Regions from separate parts of the Mus musculus genome. Here region 1 is linked to region 2. The links are chromatin contacts, called in public HiChIP or PLAC-seq maps. All regions are on one chromosome and are shown on one strand. Each heading gives the region's core, a stretch centred on a gene start, on an enhancer-like site or on the middle of the called end of the contact. The rest is flanking DNA. Distances are from core to core; before and after follow the strand shown. Region 1 overlaps Med13l (mediator complex subunit 13-like). Region 2 holds the start of Rbm19 (RNA binding motif protein 19).

Evidence for each region. HiChIP or PLAC-seq counts read pairs in DNA pulled down with a chosen protein or histone mark.
Region 1: an H3K4me3 HiChIP or PLAC-seq map of pro-B cells shows a contact between it and region 2, with 10 times the contacts expected there. The contact joins the enhancer-like site here to the promoter of Rbm19 in region 2. A contact is called at or near these places in 1 of 39 promoter capture datasets (hippocampal neurons) and 2 of 115 datasets of contacts at active chromatin or transcription factors (astrocytes and pro-B cells).

The regions. Positions count from the first base shown.
Region 1 is chr5:118,592,763-118,599,196 of GRCm38.p6, forward strand. It overlaps Med13l (mediator complex subunit 13-like), which reads left to right. Exons shown (of 31, transcript NM_172424.4): 2 at 571-808. Among named protein-coding and RNA genes, the nearest start is that of Med13l, 35 kb to the left of the region's middle. Within about 2 kb of position 1,874, at least 37 of the 459 cell types and tissues checked have an H3K27ac peak or open chromatin away from gene starts, as enhancers often do. A contact at or near this core is called in pro-B cells, where this site is marked.
Region 2 is chr5:120,112,082-120,118,773 of GRCm38.p6, forward strand. It overlaps Rbm19 (RNA binding motif protein 19), which reads left to right and starts at 4,432. Exons shown (of 24, transcript NM_028762.1): 1 at 4,432-4,568; 2 at 6,579-6,692. The coding sequence starts at 4,533.

The sequences.
Region 1 (6,434 bases), core at 624-3,123, 1.5 Mb before region 2:
TTTATTTATTTATAAAAGTATTTAAAAGTTTTTTTAGTATGTACAAGAGTTTTACTTGCATGTATGTGTGTTAACCAGGTCTGTCCTGTGCCCATAGACATGAAGAAGAAGGCACTGGCTTCTGGGGTCAGAGTTAAGAGGGGTTGTGAGCCACTGTGTGATGCTGGGAATCCAACTGTGGTCCCCTCCAAGAGCGCTGGTGCTCTTAGCTGCTGACTGATCAATCTCTTTGCCCTTATTTGGTTTTAAAATAAGTGTAATTTGTGAACTGAACAGCAAGTAATAATTGAAGATAATATTTAAAAATATGGGTACCTAATAAATGGTCAGGAGAATAAAAGTTTTTCAGCAGCACATAATGATTGCGAGCTTGTTTCATTTTGGTATTTAATATGATGTTTGTCCCGACAGCCTTCTGATGTGTGCTCTTCCTTTGAAGAGACCTTGTGGTGTGAAGTTTAATACAAATGCCTATTTTATCAGCTTTCCCTTCCTATAGGAATTTGCTTTTAGTGGTCTGTAAGTAAAAGGAAAAATCAAAACTATTGCAAATTTTTTGTCGTTTTCCAGGCTGAACTCACAGGAATCAAATGGCGTAGGTACAATTTTGGAGGGCACGGGGACTGTGGACCCATAATTTCAGCCCCAGCCCAAGATGATCCAATCCTGTTAAGTTTCATCCGCTGTCTGCAAGCCAACCTGCTGTGTGTATGGCGTCGTGATGTCAAGCCAGATTGCAAAGAGCTCTGGATATTCTGGTGGGGAGATGAACCCAACCTAGTGGGAGTAATACATCATGAACTGCAGGGTAAGGATTTTGTTTTTCTTTAAAAAATATTTGCATATGTTTTTTGAACAATTGTAAATTTTGGAATTTATATTTAGGAGTTGCTTAAAACAGATCCCAAGCAGGCAGTGGACAGTGTGTTTGTCAGAAGAATAGCCTCACTCCCCCACCTCCGCCCCCCACATTTCTCTTTCCTTAAACTCTCTTGTTCTTCCTTAGTCATGCTGAAAATTAGAACCTTGTAAGATCACCTTAAGTCCATTCTTTTATCATTTACAGACAGAGTCAACATATAGCCTTAAACTTGAAGCACTCCTTCTGGCTCAGCCTCTTGCCAACTGGGGTACAGGGGTTCACCACCCTGTCCTTCTGGCCTCTGAAATCATTACTGTTAGAGTACTGTGTACCCAGTGGGCAGTGTCTGGGAGGAGACAAGGCTCTGACCCTGCTTTTTTGTTTTGTTTTTGTTTTTGTTTTGTGTTTTGGCTTTTTCGAGACAGGGTTTCTCTATATATCCCTGGCTGTCCTGTAACTCACTTTGTAGACCAGGCTGGCCTTGAACTCAGAAATCCGCCTGTCTCTGCCTCCCGAGTGCTGGGATTAAAGGTGTACGCCACCACCGCCTGGCACCCCTGTTTTTAAATTAATAGTGAGTTGTGAGTAACTAGTAAGACAGCTATGTGAACAGCTCAACTCTTTGTTGGCAAATTGAAAATGCAGAAATCTAATGCATCTTTTACTGGACAAATCTTAAATTAACCTTGGATACTGTTTTCGGGAAAGATAAGTTTCTTTAAAGTATCTCAGTTTATTTCTCTTACTGATTCCAGAAATACTAACTTTTAATTAACTAAATTTTGACTTCAGTTTGCATCTGACACCTGGAAACTTTGAATTAATGCAAAAATATTTGTTAGTCTAAACTATTTTTTATGTTTACCATACATTTACAGTAGCAGAAAATATTATTAGTAGTTTCCATTCCTCTCGCCAAGTTTCTCATTCATGTCCTACAGAATTCTCTAAGTCAGGAGCTGTTCCAGGCTGTTCTGTGGTTTGGAGGCAGGCCTTCCCACGCTGCTGTGCTGCCCGAGGACTCCCTGAGTCTGAGCTGTGTGGAGCTGTGTGACAGGCTGTGCGCCTTGCTTGGCTAGCCCATGTCTCCGTGGGGAGTGCTGGCCCTTCTCTGGGGAGTGCTGGCCCTTCTCGCCTGGCTTTAGAACTTAATCCGCTCTAGTTAGTTTGTGGTTGAAATGTTGCAGGCATTGCTGAGATGTGTCGTTAGTTTATGTTCTTATTATTTATTACGGGAAGACATAAAGCAAACTCCGGTGTATTCTTGTGGGTCTGCTTTAAAGGTTCTAAATTTGCCTAAAGGATTTCCTGCCAAATTCTTGAAACTTGTTGGCAGCCCTGTTTGTTTGGTTTTGTTTTGTTTTTTTTCTCCTGTTGGTGGTGTATCTTGCCACAGCAGCTAGGGGGCAGTATAGCACAGTGGACTAATTGAGCTACCTCTGGGCTGCAAACCTCTTCCCTGATGCTCTAGTGTATGTTCACTCTATCTAGGGGAGGTTGCTTTCTAGTGCGCTCATCCGCAGACTCAGAATTTATGTCCATGTCCAAACCTCGTGTAATTAGTAGGTGATGTAGATGCAGCTAGAGCTTCACACCACCTACGGTTTGGGTTTTCAGAGTCTCTAAGAGAGCTTCTAGCTGGTAGGTTATATTTGTGTTTGTTTGAATGTAAAACTGTTGCATTCTTTTAGTTTTTTCATGTGTGGATTTTTAAACATTTTTCTCCTTTAGTTTCTCATCTTAAAAAAATATTTTAAACTATCACTGATTGATGGGAGGTCATGTGCACCATGGCATACCTGTGGAGACATCCTAAGGCTTAGGCCCACGAAACTCAGTAACAAGCACCTTTACCTGCTGAGCCATTAGGCCCAGGAAACTTAGTAACAAGCACCTTTACCTGCTGAGCCATTAGGCTCAGGTAACTTAGTGACAAGCACCTTTACCTGCTGAGCCACCTCCCAGCTCTTCCTTGTTACTTTTGGTTCTGTTTCTCCTTCCTGATGTCTTCAGTTCATTTCGTAACAAGTTAGAAAACACATGGCCTGGCTTGATAGCAAAGTGAGTGCTGTTGTGTGAGACCAGCTTGTTGCAGCACTATTAAAACTCGTGTAAGCATGGACTGCTCTTCCCGAGCTGCTTCATGTCACACACGTAGGTCATTAATGTGAGAATATACTGGCAAGAGTTAAGCAAAGATTGACTTATTTAAAAAAATTTTTTTTTGTTTTGTTTTAAGTTATAGAAATGCTATTTATTTATTTATTTTACAATCAAAGTCTCACTTTGTAGGTCTGGCTGACCTGGAACTTGCTCTGTAGATCAAGCTGGCTTCATACTCATAGGAATCCGCCTGCCTCTGCCTCCCGAGTGCAGGGGTTAAAGGTGTGGGCCACTTTCAGCAGACACACTACATTTTAATTATACTGGCCAGCAGGATGACCACTGAAAGAGGTGGAGGACACTGCTCTTTGAGCATGGGCCTGAGCCAAAGGTGTCAGCTGACAGTTGTGTTTGCCCCGGGGAATGGTGTCTTCTTTATGCTCTTTTCCTTTGAGAACTGTAAGTGCCTCCTCTTGCTGAGCAGCCGTGGCCTCCTGAGTGTCTCCTCTTCTCTGTGTGCTGAGCGTTGGGAAAGTTAGAGCCTGTCACACAGGTTGTCCACTTCTGCATGTAAAAGTGGCTGAAAGTAAAGTCTGTGACTCAAGCATTAGGAGATATTTGACATCTAATTAGAAAAGTGAGTGGCATAGTGAGGTGTAGAGTAGTAGGGAAAGCCTTGGGGTGGAGGAGGAACCGAGTTCCTATTGGTTGCAGTAGAATTGAGAGTGTAACACGCCCTTTCCCGGTCAGCCTATTTAAGAGTTACTTTATTTCGGGCAATATAAATGTTAGCAGAGTCCCGCCAGCAGGCATGAGTGTTAGGCTCGGGCAGGCAACACTGTTACGGCATTACCAGGGGTACTGAAGTACTTACTGTTCATGCTTCTTGGTTCTGTTTTGCACCTTGTCATGATGTGACTTAGTAGCATATGGCTGGCAGACCACAGTAAACACCAAGCTGCTGCCTCGGTACATGGTATGTGTGCACGTTAGTAAAGCAGCCTCCATGGAATGACAGTGCTCACTCCTTCAGGACACAGTGTTGGATCCATAGCCGTGTACTTGGAATGCTTGAAGTATCTGGAGCCCTGTGAGGGAAGGTCACAGTGAGGCCAGAGAAGGTGGTGGGCATTGTGAGCTCCAGAGGCGTGGCTTTGGATCTGGCATAGTGATATCTCCATAGTTAATGACCAGCTGGGAGCCTCTGCTCAGTCTGTTTAACCTGTCACTGTCTGAGTTTCCTCACTATGAATTGGATTACGAGGCCAAAGTTAATAAGGACCTGAGCTGGCACGCACAGCAGTCACTCTGGAACTGCAATGTAGCTGTCGGCCATTGCTACTGCACTGACCACCGTGAGCTCGCAGATGAGAATTACATTTTGGCATTTTTCTAAGCAATTGATTCTGTTCTGGGTAGCAGGTAGTGCCAAATATTAATGCCCACTTTCAAGCTGAAATAATTATTTTCTAGTTTTAATGTTTGGGTGGGGACTGGGGAATAATACAAATGCACAGCAGCAAAGGGAACACGCTCATGGAAATGTATCTGCACTTCCCATACATTCCCTCTCTCTGTGTGCATGTGCTACTGAGGACATGTGTGCATGTGTGTACATGTGGGTGTGTGTGTGCTACTGTGAACATGTATGCATGTGTGTACATGTTGTGGGGATATATGTGCTATTGTGGACATGTGTGCATGTGTGTACATGTGGGTGTGTGTGTGCTACTGTGGTCAAGCAGTAGAGATTGGAGGACAACTGCTGGAAGTTCTCTCCTCCCTCCACAGATTCTGTCTGGGTCTTGGATGCAGGTCTGCAGGCTTGTGTGGCAAGGGCTTTTACCTGTTGAGCCATCTTGCTGGTCCCTTCTCTACGTTTCATAGCAAACCCAAATTGTTGCAGGAGGAAGACAGTTGTTTTAGCTTGTTGTATGTATACTCTTAAATAGAACTGAGACTGCTGCCGCGTGTCAAAGCAGGGAACCTCGTGAGTGTGTGTGGCTGTATAGGTGCTTCTATTTGTGAGTTCACTTAGAGGGATTTATAGTCTAAGGGGTATATGAGAGGCGCATGTACAGACCACTGCTAAGAATATATGAGAGGGTAGACCAGGATGGCTGGAGCCTCACAGGGATTAAAGATGGGTGTCACTACAGCCGGCCTAAAACATTGGTATCACATTTCTATTTTCCTATATTTTGTTTTGAATTAGTTTGCCAAAGCTATAAAGTAGTATTGTATGATGACTGTGTGAACATGCATGCTTACTTAAATATTTGACTTAATGAGTTACACATACTGAAGAGATGTGACATTTATTAACACTTGAATGAGTAACAAAGTCTTATTGTAAAATTATGGAAAGATATCTACTCAGATTCTTTCATATGAAGAATAGAAAGAGAATCAGTGAACTAGAATTATTAACCTACACATGCTTGAAATTGTGAGAGCAAGCTGAAGTCTTAACTTTCTACTGTAAATAACATCAGTGTGTTACCGCAGGCAACTTACTGAACCATGTAATTAGGTTTTTTTAAAAGAAAAATGAGACATTTATACCAAGATTGTAGTGAGGTAGAATGTGAAGGGAGGGCTTGTGTTCCACTGATATGAAAATTAAGCAATTGGCAAAATTATAAAGATTATTGCTTTAGACAAAAGTCAAATAAAGTTTTGATCTGGGGGTTGTTATTGGGAAGCAGAGATATCATGGTCTAATGTTTTTTGTTTTTCCCAACATGAAAACTCTGTATACAGTGAGCCCAAGTAAATATCTTTTAAAAATTATTTCTATTATTTTAATTATGTTGTGTGCGTGTGTTTGTCTGTGTGTGAATTTGTGCACGTGAGTGTGGGCACCTGAGGAGCTCAGCGCCATTGGGTCTCTTAGAGCTGGAGCTGTAGGTGTGGAGCTGCTCTGGGGGCCTCTGTAAGAGCAGCGAGCACTAGTCTCTGCTGAGCCTCCTCTATAGCCTGCGAAATCTCTTTTCACCAAGTGTTAGTTATCTTTGGAGCAGAGATGTCAATTGACAGTAGGTAAACTATATTTCATGCATGAATGGGATTAATTTGGCGAGGAGCATGCTGTGTGTGGTGTGGCCATTGATTGCATGTCAGTTTTGAGTAGTGCCGTGCTCGGTTATCTCTCCTGCCCTCTGGTTTCTTTTTCTTTCAAAAGCTTGTCTTTGCATAGCAAACTTTTTAAGATTTAGTTGGGGTTGTTATTCATTAAAAGGATAAAATTGTAGCCCTTATTCAGGGAGGCCAATTTAAGTGTATGGCTAGAAAATCAGGAGACTTCATAAATGTTGCTAGAGCTAAAGGCCTAATTCAAGAAGTAATTGCATAGTTGAATATTGGCTTTGAAAGGTTTTAGAGACATAGGTATATGTAGAGAACTGGTGTTGGCTTTATTAACACTTTTTTTTTTTTTTTTTGCTGCCAAATGACATTGTGTTCTCAC
Region 2 (6,692 bases), core at 3,182-5,681:
GGTTGCAACACACTTAGAAATTGAAGTTGTACTAACATTGAGTGCCACAGCAGGGAACCTTATTTGGAGATAGGGTCTCAGATGTGATGGAGTTAAAATGAAATCATCCGTTCCCTCGGAGAAAGGGCGAGGTGGGTCTTGCTGTGTGCAGAAGGAAAGTGTGGAGAAGGGATTACAGATGCTAGGTTGAGCAGCATCCCATGAGGAGGAGGGGAGAACGAGGAGGCAGTAGGTGTTGGAGTTTCTATTGCTGCACAAATCACTATGACCAAGAAGCAAGCTGGGGAGGAACCGGTTTATTCAGCTTACACTTCCACATTGCTATTCATCACCAAAGGAAGTCAGGACATGAGCTCACACAGGGCAGGAACTTGGAGGCTGGAGCTGATGCAGAGCAGGTCATGGAGGGATGCTGCTTACTGGCTTGCTCCCCTGGCTTACTCAGCCTGTTTTCTTATAGAACCCAGGACGGCCACACACACAATCCCTCCCCCCCATCACTAATTGAGAAAATGCCTTACAGCTGGAGCTCATGGAAGCATTTCCTCAATGGAGGCTCCTTTCTCTGTGATACCTCCAGCCTGTGTCGAGTTGACACACAAAGCCAGCCATTAGAGTGTTTGAGTGCAGGGCTGCCAGTGACAAACAAAGATCGCAGGCTGTTTCCCTGCCACTGTCCCTACAGACGGGGACGATGTACATGACAGTCTTTGGTCCTCTGCTTGTCTCTGTGTTCTGGTGTATCTTGGAGGTTTTCCTGTGACCATTCTCTAGTATCTAGTCCCTAGTCAACCATCTTGGCTTCTTTGCCAGGTCCTGTGTTCTATCTACACGGACCCCTGTCCTTGGTCAGCATTGTGGGTTGAATGAGAATGGCCCCCATGGATTCATATATTTGTTTAGTCCCGGTTGGAATAAACGTGGCCTTGGAGGAGGTATGTCTCTGGGATCCAGCTCTGAGGTTTCAAAAGCCCAGGGTAGACTTGGTCTCCCCACTCCTCCCCTCCCTCTCTTCTCCTCTCCCCTCCCTCCTGCCTTTCCTTCCCCCTCCTCCACCTGTGGACCAGGATGAAGCTCTCAGGTACTTCTTCATCATCCTGCCTGCCTATCTGCCGACATTCTCGCCCCATGATCGTTAAGGACTAAACCTCTGAAACTGTAAACAAGTCACCAATCAAATGCTTTCTCTTTACCAGGGTTGCCTTGGTCACGGTGTCTCTTCACAGCAATAGAGCAATGACTGAGACAGTTGTTCCCAGTGTTACCCTGGAAAATGCACTTAAACCAGCCACAGACCCTTCCATAGCTCTGTGATGACCCTTTCTCTCTACTACCACAGCTCCTGGAACACCGACCCAGCTTCTTCCGTGGCCCCTGCTCCACTGTCCTCTGCCCTTCAGAGCCTGGTTTATGGAGGAGGGGACTATTTCACTATTTACCCCTGGCTGGCCTGGAACTCACCCTGTACACCAGGCTGGCCCCCAGTTCACAGAGATCCTCCTGGCTCTGTCTCCCAAGTGCTGGGATTAAAGACATGACCACTATACCAGGGCCCATCTATATTTCTTTCTGTGCTAGAATAACAAATTATTCCATGAGAGAGTTAGTGTCTCTAGGTCTCCAGTGATTAAGACCGAGATTAAGTTGTCTTCAGGATCATGCCCCTTCTGTGCATGCCTGGCCCACAGTCTGGGGCTGCCATGCCTGTCTTAGGTGACATCCAGTCTCATCTCTATCTTCCCGCTGAAGGTCACTTGTCGGTAAGTAGACCTAAGGCCACCCAGATCATCCAAGCTGATGTCATGTTTCCATGCTTGTGACAAGGTCAAGGACCCTTTCCCACAGGTACTAGAAGACCAGGAGAGGGGCATCTTTTAGGAAGGGCCATCCCCCCCCCCTTTTTTTTTTTAGATTTTATTTATTTTATGTATATGGGTACACTGTAGCTGTCTTCAGACACAACAGAAGAGGGCATCGGATCCCATTTACAGATGGTTGTATATATGTATACACACACACATACACACACACACACACACACACACACACACACACACACACACACACACACGGGAGAGTGTGTGCATGCATATGTATGTGGAAACCAGAAGACAAACCCAGATGTCATCCTCAGGAATATGGCCAATCTCCTTTGAGACAAGGTCCCTCCTATCCTGGAGCTCACTAGATAGTCCAGGTCTCCAGCAAACCCCAAGGATACACCTTTCTCTGCCTTCTGCCTCCTTAGCACTGGGGCTCCAAGCACGAGCTACCACCGCTGCTACCTCTGATCCCAGCAAGAACTTTCCTGAAGGTGCCTCTCCCTCTGGGCACCAGCGGTAAATTCTGTGTGCTTGGTGCAGCTCTGCAGCTCTGTTGGACACGTGAGCTCCTTGCATCTGGAGCTCATAGAGGAAGATGCTGGTTAGGGCTTTGTGCTTGAGCTGGTCTTGGAGCTCAGGGATGGAGTGGGTTCAGAGACAAAGATGGCTACCCGCTCCGGCCAATCAAATATGCAGTAACAGACAGTGAGGCGGGCGTAATTTAAAAAGAACCAATGAGAACGGAAGGACGGGAAATGAACCTTTTCATACGCAACCTTCAGAAAAACATAATAATGCAGACAGTTTGCAAAACTATTTGATTAAAAGTTCCTAAAGGCCGGGCGGTGGTGGCGCACGCCTTTAATCCCAGCACTTGGGAGGCAGAGGCAGCCGGATTTCTGAGTTCGAGGTCAGCCTGGTCTACAAAGTGAGTTCCAAGACAGCCAGGGCTATACAGAGAAACCCTGTCTCGGAAAAAAAAAAAAAAAAAAAAAAAAAACCCAGTTCCTAAAGACCTGGGGGGGACCCCAACCTAGGACTGTGCCGGCGAGGAATGAAGACACATGTCCACGTAGAGACAGGCACGAACACAGACGTTCTCAGCAATGTTACTATCAATAGCCATGGGGTACATCCACCCAGATGCCTTAGACAGATGGTTGGATACACAAACATACTGGAGTCCGACATTTGACACTTGTGTGTGTGTGTGTGTGTGGGGAGGGGTAACGAGTGAAGGATGATTCATGCAGAGACATGGATTAACCTTGAAAACAATATGTGAAGAGAAAAATCAGCCAAGAAAGTAACACATCCATAGAGATGCCAGATAGATTCTAGGTTCCTAGAAGGCGGGAAGTTGGTGACTGGTCTTTTGCTTGTATATAATGGTTTCTGACTGTGTGGGGTGTTTCTTGTGGTCTCTCTTTCATTCTCTTCTTCTCCTTCTCCTTCATTTTTGTTTGTTTTGTTTGCCTGTTTTCTTTCTAAAGAGAACAAAAGGACTGGGGGCTGGGTTGGTGGGGAGGCAGGAAGGAGCTGGTGGGACGGGGAAGCCATGATCAAAATATATTATCTGGGGGCTGGTGAGATGGCTCAGTGGGTATGAGCACCCGACTGCTCTTCCGAAGGTCCAGAGTTCAAATCCTAGCAACCACATGGTGGCTCACAACCATCCGTAACAAGATCTGACTCCCTCTTCTGGTGTGTCTGAAGACAGCTACAGTGTACTTACATATAATAATAAATAAATCTTTAAAAATATCTATATAAATTATCTGAAAAAAATGGTTTAGCCTTGGCTGTCCTGGAACTAGCTCTGTAGACCAGACTGGCCTTAACTCAGAGATCTGCCTGCCTCTGTCTCCTGAGCGCTGGGATTAAAGGCGAGCGCCATCACTGCCTAGCTGCATTTTTTTTTTTCAATAAAAAATGTTCTAAGATTGGTTCTCTCCTCCCACTACGAAGAACCAAGGTTGGGGGGTTGGGGGGAGGGAAATCTCAGGCTGTCAGGCTTGCCCACAAGTGCCTTTATCTGACGAGCCATCTTGCCAACTGGAGTTGTCCACTTTAAGTGGGCAAATTGTGTGGCACCTGGACTGTATCTCAATAAAGCTGCCAACAGTAACAAGAAAGGATATGGGGAGATGGAGCAAAATGTCTTTTAGAAGAAGAAAATCTATTTGAGCAGTGGTGGCGCACACCTTTAATCTCAGCACTTGGGAGGCAGAGGCGGGAGGGTTTCTGAGTTCAACGCCTTTACACAATAAATAAACCTTTATAATTTTATTTTTGTAACGGGGGTTCTCTGTGCAGCCCTAGCTATCCTGGAACTCGGAGATCCGCTTGCCTTTACCTTTAAAACAATTTTTTTTTTCTAGGCTCTCTGCTCTTTCCCAGAAGCCTGTCATCCCGAGGGGGTTGGACATCAGCGCCTCCTGCCTTCCTTGCGGGGATTTAGAGGCCCCAAGACCTGGCGGAGAAAACGCGAGCGCTCGGGCCTTTCCCCCGTCCCCGCCAACCCCGCCTTGTGGGTGGGACTTTCCCCGGAGAGAGTCTCCCGTGAGGCCACACCCACTTCCGGATGGAACGCGGCGGGGGCCACGTGACTCGCTAAAAATGGCGGCGCCCAGTGTGGCGGCGTGAAAGTTGTGGGAAGTCGCTGTCGCCGGGGTCGTGAGTCTGAAAAGCGAAGGGAACCTGAGAGCCATGTCGCGTCTGATCGTGAAGAACCTCCCGAATGGGGTGAGCGGGAGCCGGGGATGGGGCCCGGAAGTGGAAGCAGAGGTCCGGGAATGGAGGGTGAAGGATGGAGGGGTTCTAAGTCAGGGACAGGACTGGGGAGGTCCGGAATCCAAGGAGGCGGCACCCTGTCCTGAGGGCTCAGCAAGCCGCAAAGTGGCTTCCGAGCATTCTGAGGATCCTTCCATGTTGTGCTGGGCAGTTTGGGTCAGTTTGACCCAGACCGGAGTCACTTACGGAGAGGGAACTTCATTGGATGTTATTGCGTCCATATGCCTGTGGACCAGCCTGTGGTGCTCTGAGGAGTGATGGGTGTGGGAGGTTCCAGCCCCCTGTGGGTGCTGTCACGCCTCGGCAAGTGTCCCTGGGCTGTGTACAGATGTTGGCGGGGCAAGTAAGTCTGCGTCGGTTCTTGCCTCGACTTCCCTGGATGGCGGACTGTGATGGAGACCCATAAGCCAAATCAATGGTCTTCCTCCCCAAATTGCTTTGGTTTTTTTGTTTGTTTTTAAAAGATTTATTTTTTTATTATGTGTAAGTACACTGTAGCTGTCTTCAGACACACCAGAAGAGGGCGTCAGATCCCATTACAGATGGTTGTGAGCCACCATGTGGTTGCTGGGATTTGAAGTCAAGACCTTTGGAAGAGCAGTCAGTGCTCTTAACTGCTGAGCCATCTCTCCAGCCCACGCCCCCCAAATTGCTTTGTATCCTTGATGTGTGTCACAACAGGGAACAGACTAGAGAATGCTTACTGGTTCACCATCACAGAGCAAGATTAGACTTCAAAGCCAAGTGTGGTGGTGCATACACCTGTTGTCAGCTTTCCATAGGCAGAGGGTGGCGAGTTCAAGGCCAGCCTGGGTTACATAGCAAGATGATGTGGCTAAAAATAAATAAATTAATTAAATTTGTTTTGTTGTTGTTGGGACCATGTGCCCCCCAGAACAGCAGTCCTCAACCTTCCAAATGCTGTGCCCCCCTTTAATACAGTTCCTCCTGTTGTGACCCCCTAGTCATGAAGTTATTTTGTTGCTACTGCATAACTGTAATTTTCTCATTATGAATATAACGTAAATATCTGGTATGTGGGATATCATATGCATCCCCCCCAAAAGGGAGACCCAAGATGATCTCCCCTATTTGGGATTTTGTTTGTTGTTTTGGGGGATGCTTTTTTAAAAAAACAGACTCTTAAATCTGTAGCCCTGGCTGACCTTGAACACCTGCTTCTGCCTCCCCACCATACCTAGCCTCATCTCAGGGTTTCTGTCCTTTTCTGACACGGGATCTCATTTAGTAGCCCTGGCTGTCCTGGAACTTAACATTTATGTAGACCAGGCTGGCCCCAAACTAAAGAAATCTGCCTGCCTCTGCCTCCAGAGTGCTAGGATTAAAGGTGTGCTTGACCACGCCTGGCCTTATCACCAGGTTTTAAAACACACCTGAAAAAATATCTCTTTTGAAATATCTGGGTGCAATGGGACACCCCTGCTGGGGCTGGGAAGTGAGGCAGGCAGATCTCTAGTTTGAGGCCCAATGGGGCTGCACTCCCCATTGTAATTGTTCTACAGTGCAACCCCAGGTGCTGGGGACCAGGGTGTGGGCATCTTTAATGGGCTCCATTATTCGCTGGCTCCCAAGGTAAGCAAACGTTTACACAGCTTCCCTTGTCTTTGTTTATTTGGACAAGCCTCTGTTGGGTATCTTGTTTGTTGTGGCAGCCTCAGGATGGAAGTTGTAATTGATGTCTTCCTCAACGGGGACAGGGCAAGAAAGAGAAGAGACCAATTGAGGTGCCTTGAAGTTCCATTTCCTTATTAAAGAACTGAATGGCCTGCTCAGGGGTGCTCAGCGGGTGTCAGGCTCTGAGCCAGGACCTGGCCACCCTTAAAAAAGTCAAGGTCTGTCACCTGCTCATCTCAGGATTCCCTCCAGGCCCTCTAGGTTATTTGTCTCTTGGCTCCAGGGACCCTTCTCCCTCCTCTCTCTCATTATATCCTTCTGCTCTAGATGAAGGAGGAGCGATTCCGGCAGCTGTTTGCCGCCTTTGGCACACTGACCGACTGCAGCCTCAAGTTCACCAAAGACGGCAAGTTCCGAAAGTTCGGCTTCATAGGTTTCAAG